Linked DNA regions of Sus scrofa: region 1 is linked to region 2. Evidence: chromatin contacts called from public HiChIP or PLAC-seq data. All regions are on one chromosome and are shown on one strand. Each heading gives the region's core, a stretch centred on a gene start, on an enhancer-like site or on the middle of the called end of the contact. The rest is flanking DNA. Distances are from core to core; before and after follow the strand shown.

Region 1 (5,283 bases), core at 233-2,732, 110 kb after region 2:
TTAACTCCAGGTTTACATCTTTACAGTTTCAACCAGAGAAGAGAACAAGAGCTCTACCCATGACGGTTTGAAAAATCTCAGGGAAGAATTGCAACAGGCTCAGGAGGGTGAATGCACAACTGTGGTCACAGATAACTACTGTGAGCCTAACAGCACCCCTGCTTCCCCACAAACTTGTCTTCCCCTAGAGATTAGTGGTAAATGAGGTATCAATTCTGCAGCCAACCTGGGCCTTTGAATCAGCTCAACTCACCTACACCCCGCACTCCATCTCTGAGCTTCCTGTGTTGGCTTGTAGAGCTCCACCTGGCCTCCAACCTTCTTCCCTGCATCCAGGGAGCCCTTGAACTTGGCCCCAACAGACTGCACCTCTCCCCCTCTCTCCTTGCTGCCCACCCTGGATTAGGGTTTACATTGGACCCTACTCTATGGGTCATGGATGCACCCAAAAGCCCACAATTCAGGGCTTCCCGGCTCCCAGGGCTGACTTCCCTTAGTACCCCCCCCCCCCCCCGCCACAGACCTTTAAATACCTCCTCCCTGTTTACTGATTTTTTGAAATGAAATTTTTTCTTCTGATTTTCAATTTTGGCAAAAAGTGCTTTTTTCTGAACCATTTTTGAATTATTTGCAGCTTCAAGCCCCTTGTATTACTTAGGTGTGTATTTCCTAGAAACAAGGAAATTTTCATATCAGAGTATAAAGATCAAAATGATGAAATTTAATGAATTTTTTAATAAAACTTAGAAACATTTACAGATCCTCTGTCAGGTAACTGGCAGGTTGATGTCAGGAGGCCTTGGTCCCTTGGCACATGGACCTGCTTAGGGTCCTATCTTCAAATATATATTTGAGTTCATAGCCTATTTTGCATTATGGCCCAAAGCCCCCAATTCTGGCTGTTGTGCTTGCATATTCCTTCAAATAAATTTCAAGGGGATCAACTCAGCATCTCTGGCCCTGGACCTCTTCAGGATGGGATCAGTGCCCACGTCGACACCTGAGTCTGAGGTCCAGTCTCCCAGTTCACTTCTCTCTCCGTCATGTGGGATGAACTCATTTTTTCTCATTTATTCACTCATTCATTCTCATTCCATCTAACTTCTGAGCAGGGGACAGCCAGGGACAGGGGTGCATGCTCCCTCGCTTCAGGAGAGCCCACCCTAGAGAAATTAGCAGGAAGCACGCGGAAGGGTCACCTTAGCCCAGGACCACAGTCACAGAAATTAGGTGTGGTCAAATGTATTCCTATTTGAAGCCTGGGCGATAGCTGAGACCCTCAGGCGCACCTCTCTCACATCGTAGGCGGTGCCTTAGGTGTCCCCCACCCCGCGCTGAGACTTCTGCTTGTGGAGGGATGAGACTGGAATCCGCTGCAGCCTGCAGAGGGGCTTCAGAGATGAAAGCCCCTGGAGGTGGCGGCCCCAGCCTGGCCCTGCTGGTGCTGGGTAAGGCGGGCTCTTCTCTGCCCCCTGGCGGCCATAGGCGCCCGCGCAGGGCCAGGCTCCCCTTGCAAGGGGCCCACGCGGCCGCCCTGCACGCTCAAGCTCCTTCCCTCTTGACCTGCATTCCTTGGGGTCAAGCCGGGGTTGGGATTTCTGAGGACAGCCCCTACCTTACTCCCAAGGGTCGCCATTGGAGCGTCAGTGGTGGATGGTGGTCGTTAGGACAGAAGGTGGCAGCATCTTCATGCACGCTGTGACCTCCCTTCAGGATGTGGCTTTCCAGGGGGACTCTTAGAGCGCCTGCCCTTGAATTCCACACCACTCAATAGTAGGATTTTATTTTGCTTCAGAAATACTTTAAGACGTAGTATTTTTATTTATTGAGGCAAAAATTTAAAGAATGCTACAAAAGTAACTTTGACCTTTGAAACAGAACATTACAACCAAACATAAAGTAAACACGACCGGTTTAAAAGTTCCTCGAAATGTTAAACAGAGAATTACCATACGACCCAGATATTCCACTTCTGGGCATATACCCAAAAGAAGTAAAAGCAGGGACCAGAGCAGACATTTGCACATCTGTGTTCATAGCAACATTATTCGCAATAGCCAAAAAGTGGAACAAACCCAAGCGTCTATGGACGGATGAAAGGATAAACAGAATGTGGTGGATACATACGGGAGATCATTTATCAGCCATAAAAAAGGAAGGAAATTCTGACACAGGCTACAGCATGGATGAACATGCTAAGTAAAAAAAGCCAGACACCAAACACAGAAGGACAAATGTATGATTCCATTTGTATGAAATATCTAGAATACGCAAATTAGAGGGACAGAAAGTAGATCAGATATTACTGGGCCTTGAGGGGAGAGGGAATAGGAAGTTGATGCTTAATGGGTACAGAGTTTTGGGTTGGTATGTTGAAAATTTTTTTAAATGGTGGTGATGGCTATAAATGGTGAATGTAATTAATGTCCCTGAATTGTATACTTAAAATGGTTCATATTATGTATTTTTGACCATAATTTAAAAAACAGAAAGAAAAGAGAACACTGAATTTACCTCTCTACCTACCATTCTACTTCCCGGAGGCCAGGAGCCGTCGAATGACTTTAATGGCGTCTGGAGTCAAGTAAGTGGACGGGGAAGGATTTGAGCAAGATCACTGTGGATAGCCCAGCTCAAAGCAGCCAGCAGCCATGGTCAAGAGCCTTCCACACCCTCACATCTTCCCGCGAGCACCACTGGGTGAGTCATCACTTCTTCATTCTTCTCTCTTTACAGTCCAGTGGGGACTGGCCTTGGCCTGGACTTGGTCTGGGCTTTGGTATACTGGGCCCAAGTTTCCCTGAGACAGAGTGACAGTGTTCTAGACCCCAGTGCCGCAGGTTCAAAGCTCATATTAGCGCAATGGGCAGGAGGCTCTGGTGGCCTCCCAGAGGCCCCTCTCTCTTCCTTAAACCCCATGGCTAGGGCTACCGTGCCCTCTGAAATCTCAAGCTCCCTCTCCCTGTCCCATCACTGTCTCTACCCACTCCTGTCCTCACCTCAGAGACCACACTCTGCCTCGCCAACCTCCCTCCCCAACCCTGTGGGCAGCATTGCCCAACATCAGACTTCTGCTTATGTCTCCAAAAACCAGGAGGGAAAAGTTTGAACTTTGCTGTTTTTTTAAAAAGACGTCAAGTTATTCCTCATGGGAAACCAGGATTTTATCAGAATCTGGATTTTGTTGTTTACAGCTTTAAATTGTTTTTAGTTTGCATTGGACGGATGAGTGGTGGGGAGGGCTAGTCTTTAAGGGTTTCTAGCCTCTGTGCTTCTTGATCTGACCCTGTCCAGCCTGCCTGGTGGTGGGTCTTCTCCCTTCTGCTTCTCCCTTACTCTACTGGGAGCCTAAACATCACAAGGAGTCAGATCTGAGAAGCGCTGGGAGAGCAGGAGGTGGAAGGAAGCTTCAGCCTGTACCAGGGGAACCTGCTCTCTTTGCAATGCGGTGTGGGGCAGCCCGAGTGCCCAGGGAAATGCTTAGGAGGACGATGACTGGGTCAAGGGGAAGCTGGGGTCAGGGGAGGATGATAACCCTAGTGATGCCCATTTGGGGCAGTGGTCAAGGACAATGAGACATCGGCTCTCTGGTGGCTGGAGAAGCAGAGACACTTTCCTTGGAGTATCTGCCTGGCTGGCTTCTGAGGAGTCCCCAGTGACCTTACCTTGTCCTCGGGGGATGAGGGACCACTCCAGAAAAGGGGAGTGATGCACACTTGGGGGCTCCTCCAGGAGTGTGACAGTGCACAGTAGGTCCTGGCAGGGTTATTTTGGCCACTTGAAAAGCCTGCTGACCTTGCCTGGCGGCTGGTCTGGTTACAAGAATGGGTGTATGGATGGAGGCCTGTCCTCCCTCATCCTGGGCCCTGCCCACTCCCCTGCAGAAGATGAAGGGGGCGATGGGGGCACGTGTGTGCCGGGACACCCTCCCCTCCAACCTTGGGAGAGCTGGGAACACCACTCCAAGTGGGCACCAGGGGGCAGCACTGCCCCAGCATCCAGCTCTTTGCACTGAGAAACCTTTCTTGGCCTCAGCAACTACAGCCACACTAAATTCCTGGGGATATATGAATGTTTGGGGATTTTAAGAAATAAAAAGTATTCCGAGGGCCATGAGCTTGGTCCTTAGAGCAGCAGGTGGAAAAACCTGGTCTGGAGGGAAAAGCATGAGACGGGTTCTGCTCGCCATCCTCTTTGCCTCAGTTTCTCCGTCTGTCAGACTGGGACAAGCTCTTCCCCATCTACAACGTAAGGAATTCTTGTGCTAGAAGGGGCGAGCGCTAGGAGATGATTTCCCCATGTTCAAGGCATTGGTGCACAGTCACGGGCATTCCTATGGTGAAGAAATGTGCCAGGGTTACCCCTTTACAAGGTACAAGTGGATTCATAAGTCCATCCCTTGGAATTCATTTTCCGCAGTTGGAAATACGCAGCAGATGCACAGTGCTTCCTCATGCTGCAAGTTGACACAGCCAAGGGGCCATGGGGGGGCTGGCAGAGCAACAAACTAGTTTGGCCCCAAAAGAAGTGACAACCCACAGAGTCAAGGTCAGTCCTGGTCAGTCCTCAAGCCTGAGAGTCTCTCTTGACACAGAGGTGTGGTTTGCGGTACCCACTGTTGGATGTTCAATTCCAAGTCTTTCCCGTGCTGTCCTGTTCTGCTGCCGAAAACAAACAAGTCCCCTGAAAGCGCGGGAAGGGAGAAGTAGGGACCCATTTCCTTGTGGCTGAAGTTCTTGTCAACCTTTTCTGAAAGAGCCTGGCCCCGTGCATCCCAGGAAGGCAGTGAGGCCAGGACAGCCCAAGGCACAAAAGCAGACCCCCCGGGAGGGGCAGGCAGAATGCGCTAGCTAATCCAGCAAGACGTCCTCACCACTGGACAGAGAAAGGCATAGCAGGTGGTATGTAGTTTTCTAAAAGTTATCCAGTTATAGAAGTCCATTCATCCCCAAGTATTTACGCAAATCTCAACCATGAGCATCCGGTAGGTGCCGGTCCGGGCTCTACTGCTTGACCTGAACACATCTCAGCCATCATTTGGAGAAGAGAGTCTGCTGTCTTTTTCTTGCAGCACTGCTGCAAAGATAAAATGGGCTTGCTTCTACCAAGCCTAACAGAGCACGCATGGCAAGTGCTCAGTGAATATCTGTGTAGCAGGATGCTGGGTGAGAGATGGAGAAATTTTGGTTGTTTAGTTTCATGGATGTTTTGCTATATAATTCCGTTCATCCTTGTTGGGTGGGGACAGAGTGGGCTTATGGCTATGTTTCTCTTTCCAGGAAG
Region 2 (5,730 bases), core at 195-2,694:
CTTCTATTCCTCTTAGGAAGTAACTGCTATTCTGAATTGGTATCTACAACTTCCTTATATGATTTTCAGTTTGATCTCACAGTTTATTTTCAAACTTTTATTTATGGTATACCATATACATCTTCTGTGAGTTGTTTTCCCCCCTCTCAATATTATGTTAATGAACTCCAAATTAATACTAGTAGCTTCTCATTAATTTCCATTTTTACCATTCTGTGTATGTCAGTCTGTCCAATGATGTAACTTATTCATTCCTTCTCCTGTAAATGGACATTGAAATTAGCTCCTTCATGGCTCGGGGTTAAGGATCTCAGCATTGTCACTGCTGTGACTCTGGTTACAGTTTGTGGCTGTGGGGTCCATCCCCATCCCCAGAACAGCCAAAACAAACAAACAACTCCCAGATAACTACACTCCCCGACACACACACACACGCAATGCTGTTATGAACACGCTTGTGCGAGCTCATATACAATTGCTCCGTTGCATACGACAGGGAACTATAGCTAATCACTTGTGATGGAGGATAATGTGAAAAAAAAGAATGTGTATCTGTGTATAGCAGATACACAGCAGAAATTGCTGTACAGCAGAAATTAACAGAATATTATAAACTAAAAAAAAAAAATCCTCCATAACATACAGCTTAACAGGAAAGATAACTCGTGTGCATGAATTAAGACAGCGATTAATTTTTAGGAAAGTACAAAAGACCAGGGTTTGCTCTGAGCAAAGTGAGGCTACTTTTACTAGAAAGTATTTGGCGAAGGTTCCAACGACTCGGAGACATTCACTGCTAATTAACCACACACTTTAACCCTTCATTAATCTTTAACTGATAGCCAATAGTTTCACGTGTGTCCATTCATTTCCTTAACTAGATAGAGTGCGAGCGCCACGAGGACCAAACCTGCACCAACGAGCTAAGCCAACACGAATGAATGTGACCGTGGAGAATCCGCAGTGGAAGCTGCAGCAGCTGACCTCTTGGCTCTGCCAGGCCACCAGAAAGCGACAGCGCGAGGGCAATGTCGGGTTAACCAGGGCCTAATCTCAGTTTCTACTCCGAAAGTCAAACTGAGTAAACAGGTATAGATTGGGGCATAGGCACCTGCCTTTAAGGGTCTCTCTTCACTGGCACGGGCGTTGCCGCCAGGTCAGTAGCTAGGAGCCCAGGGGTGGACGCGGCCCCGCCCCAATCATAGCCTCCCGCTCTGGCCTCTTGCAGCGGCGCCTCTTTGCTTTACGCCAACTTCGTAAGGAGGCGCTAAAGCCAATCCGGCGGCTCTCCCAGCTCCAAAACCTGACGTGAAATTGTGCGGGGCTGCATTTACGGCGGCCATCTTTGATTCGGGCAAAACCACACCCTCGCGCCCAACCGGCCCCTCCCTCTCAGCGTCCCCAGGCTTTTTACCCACAAACGTAAGGCGTTAACCTTAGAGGCAGTGTTGAAGAAACACGCACAGAGGCCTGAATGTCCGTGACCCCAAAGGTGCCAAATCCCGCCAATTTTAACATGGCGGCCAAACCAGAAGAGCAAAAGAGTGCTGACGCCAATGAAGTCATGCTCGAAAAACGAGCAAGTCGGCAGGGCGCCGAGGAAGTAATCTCGCGAGATTGAAACCAGCCGCCTCTGGGCCCGGAAGCCTAGTCTGAGGGGGCGGGGGAGGGAGTCGGAGTCAGGCGAGAGCCAGTGGAGGAGTCCTCCTGCGGTCGTCTGCGTAAGCGGGGCAGCGACGCCGGGCGGCTACGCCGCGAAATCGGCGTAGGCGGCTTTGGAGAATCGGCGGGCTGCGCTGCTCCCGGGCTGGTCGCGGAGGGGGGAGGGGATGTCGGTCAGTGCGAGATCCGCTGCTGCTGAGGAGAGGAGCGTCAACAGCAGCACCATGGGTGAGTCTCAGCTTTGGGCCGTCGCGACTCGGGTCGGCGGGTCTGGACGCAGGAGGGTTCTGCGGCCGTCTGGCCGGGCGAGGGTAACGCCCTGGAGCAAGGCGGGGGGCTGCGGCGAAAGAAGGTGGGGCGGGGGCGACGAAGGGCCCGGGGCGCGGTGGCGGCGGGCCCGGGGGGAGGGGAGGCGGCGGCGGCGGTGACAGTTTGAATTGAATGTGCGGAGAGCCGAGGCGGCGGCATTTCCTGTGCCGCGGCGGGCGGGCATGGGGGGCCGGGAGACGTGAGCCGCCACACCGGACCCGCGGCCTCCGCGGACGGAGCTGCCCGAGCGGGGTCGTCTTTCCCTGGCCCGCCTGTTCTGCGGCCCTGCTTCCCCCGCTCGGCGGTCGCAGCACCCGCCGCGGAGCTCCCCTCGTGGAGGAGGGGGCCTGGAGAGGAGGGTGGGGGTGTGTGCGCGCGCCCGGGTGAGGGTGCTGTGTGGGCTGACCCGGGGAGGGCGGCGGCGGGGAGGGAGGAAGAAGGATGCACCAGGCTGAAGCTGCGGTGGAGGCGGCGGCGGCTGCAGCGGCTGAGCCGCGCTGCCTCCTCGCACCTTCTCCCCGCCTCTCGGGGCTTCCCCCCGGCCCCCGGCGCGGCCCCAAAGGCCGGTGGATGGCGGGCGAGGCTTGAGTAAGAAGGATAATGAGCCTGGTTTGGGCTAAATTTTTAGGAAAATGGTAAAAGAGTGCGCTTAGGAAGGGCGCCCTCCCCAGGAGCGGAAAGGGTGGGAAGGGTCGCTGGAAAAGGGAGGGAGTCGGAGATACGGACTGTTGATATTTAACGAAATTCATTTTTGGAAGCATTTCAGTATTCTCATTTATTCTCTTAAGAAGCCTTTTCATTTCCTTTCCTCCCCTACGCATTGGAAAAAGAACCAGGGCCATTTCATTCACATTTTCCACTCCTGAGTTCCATTTCATACTGGGTGTATTGTAGGAAATAAATGTTTTTTTCTAACACATTTCCTTTTGCTAAGTTACATTTTGAGAGGACACTGTTTCAAATCTGCGTTTTCATAGTGTAGGCAAAGAATTTGTAACGTCCAGGTGTTTGTTTAGATACTAAAATAATTTATCCTTGCGACTTTGTTGTAATCCAACTTTATGATTTCTTTTGGCTTTGTTATTTTTATGAAATGGTAGAATATCTTCCTGAGTGCACTTGGTAATATAAATGAACAGATAATCTAGATTCAGAAGCATTTTACTTATTTTACATATTCATGTACAAACAGGTGATGAGTATGGTCAGCCCCTCCCTCCCTAAGTTTAAAAGTAAGTTGAGGAGGGAACTTTTTAGGCATTAAGTGTACAGGTACACGAGATCTTCTCGGAATCCTGATGGAGGAAGGATAGTGCCTTAGCAGGATATAAACAGTTACTAAGCTAGTCAGTGTTGCTTGGATCCCTTATTCCTCCAAATAGCAAAGGAGGGAGCTAGGGGTGTGGGGCAGGAAACAATCTTTCATCCCATCCAGTCTTTCCTCCCACCCAGCTGTTCAGTGGGTGGGGCTAGAGGAGATTGGTTTAAGTGGGGCTTTGAAATAAATGTGGAGGCCACATAGATGGTTTATATGGTAGGTAGCATTGTGTCCTGTGATGGGACAACATGATAGAGCCAGGTCTTCTCAGTACAGTTATTAAAAATACCACAGGCACTCTTAGGCTCACAGAATTGAAGTTCACAACCGAGAAATTTATTTTGTGTTTATGTCAAGTGGATTTTAATTTACAGAAGAATTTTATAATGGTGTAAAATTAAGAATTTTTGGTTTCTGATTTTAATTTGGAGATGTAAGTTATGTATCAAATACATATCTATTATAATAGATGATGTTTCAGAAGTTTGTTATGGAATTGATTATTTGGATTTTTGTGTTTTCCCAAAGAAATAATCTTAAATAAGTACATGTGAGGACTTATAAACTGGTCTGAGACAAGGTAGGACTCCTGACAGGTCTTAGAGCAATTGTTGAGTGTTAACAACGACAACACACACAGAGCAGGAAGCCTTAGATTTATAAAGTCTTAATGGAGGGGTGGTCAGATGACTAGACAGAGTGAAGTTAGTAGTAGATAGAGTTGGTTTCAGACTTCTTATAATTTGATGGTGTATATGTTCACCATAGACTCTAATCTGGGATTTACCAATATTGTTACCTAATTAAATTACCAGCTAAGAACATGTTTCATATTTTAAGCTAATAAGCTATCTTCAGTTTTTGAATAGAGATTGAAAATTTTTGTTTTATTTTATTTTATTTTATTTTATTTTTTATTTTTTGTCTTTTGCCGTTTTAGGTCCTCACCAGCAGCATGTGGAAGTCCCCAGGCTAGGGGTCTAAATGGAGCTGTAGCTGCTGGCCTGTGCCAGAGCCACGGCAATGCCAGATCCAAGCTGCGTCTGTGACCTACACCACAGCTCATAGCAACGCCATATCCTTAACCCACTGAGCAAGGCTAGTGGATCAAACCCGCAACCTCATAGTTTCTAGTCGGATTCGTTTCTGCTGTGCCATGGTGGGAACTCCTGAAAAATTTTAAATTTAAATTTATCCATTAAAAATTCTTAAAAATTATAGTCGATTTACAGTGTTGTGCCAATTTCTGCTGTACAGCACAGTGACCTAGTCATATATATATATATATATATATATAAAGTCTTTTTTTTCCCTTGCTTTTTGCTTTTATAGGGCTGCATGTGCAGCGTATGGAAGTTCGCAGGCTATGGGTTGAATTGGAGCTACAGCTGCCAGCCTACACCACAGCCACAGCAATGCCAGATCCAAGCTGCATCTGTGACCTATACCACAGCTCTCTGTAAAGCCAGATCCTTTTTTTTTGATCTTTTTGCCTTTTCTAGGGCCGCACCCGCGGCATAAGGAGGTTACAGGCTAGGGGTCCAATCGGAGCTTTAGCCTCTGGCCTATGCCAGAGTCACAGCAATGCAGGATCCCTGCCGAATCTGTGACCTACACCATAACTCACGGCAACCCCAGATCCTTAACCCACTGAGCAAGGCCAGGGATCGAACCTGCAACCTCATGGTTCCTAGTCAGATTCGTTAACTGCTGAGCCACGACGGGAACTCCTAAAGCCAGATCCTTAACTCACTGAGAGAGGCCAGGGATCAAACCTGTATCCTCATAGATACTAGTCAGGTTTGGGTCCATTACCGCTGAGCTCAATGGGAACCTCCCACATTCTTTTTATATTATTTTCCATCAGTTCTATCCCAAGAGATTGGATATAGTTCCCTGTATACTGTAGTACCTCATTGCTTATCCATTCTACTGTAATAGTTTGCATCTTCTAAACTCAAACTCCCAATCCATCCTACTCCCTCCTCCTTGGCCACCACAACGTTATGCATTTTACTAAATTTTGAGACAAAACTAACTTTTGTATTTTTTTTCTGTACAAAGTTTGGATTGTAAATGACGTAAGATTTATTGTACAATGAAACTGATGTAGAAAAAAATGAGTTTTTGAGGGGTAGAATTTTAAGGTAGCATGATTATAGATTAGGCTTGCCAGATGAGCGCATACTGTTAAATGTAGACTTTTGGTCTTTCAATAGTGTTTTGCACACTGCAGGTTGAGAGCTCTTAGTGGGTCTTGAAATCAGTTTTGTGGATTTCTACCAATACTTTTTAAAAAGTAGGAAAGAAATAGAAAATAGCAGTATTTGCACTTACTAAAGATTTGGGGGGGGGGCTAAATTTTGTTTTGTAAGCGTTGTGTATTGGGTTGGGATATAACATTTTTTAAAAAATCAAGAATTGTGACCAAAAAAGTTTGC

Evidence for each region. HiChIP or PLAC-seq counts read pairs in DNA pulled down with a chosen protein or histone mark.
Region 1: an H3K27ac HiChIP or PLAC-seq map of skeletal muscle shows a contact between it and region 2. The contact joins the enhancer-like site here to the promoter of SEPT7 in region 2. A contact is called at or near these places in 11 of 47 Hi-C or Micro-C datasets (embryonic fibroblasts, epiblast stem cells, fetal heart ventricle and 7 more) and 2 of 2 datasets of contacts at active chromatin or transcription factors (alveolar macrophages and skeletal muscle).

The regions. Positions count from the first base shown.
Region 1 is chr18:38,069,845-38,075,127 of Sscrofa11.1, reverse strand. No RefSeq gene overlaps it. Among named protein-coding and RNA genes, the nearest start is that of SEPT7, 110 kb to the left of the region's middle. Within about 2 kb of position 1,482, at least 26 of the 83 cell types and tissues checked have an H3K27ac peak or open chromatin away from gene starts, as enhancers often do. A contact at or near this core is called in alveolar macrophages, embryonic fibroblasts, liver and 3 more, where this site is marked.
Region 2 is chr18:38,179,068-38,184,797 of Sscrofa11.1, reverse strand. It overlaps SEPT7 (septin-7), which reads left to right and starts at 1,444. Exons shown (of 14, transcript XM_003360171.5): 1 at 1,444-1,890; 2 at 3,424-3,425. The coding sequence starts at 1,830.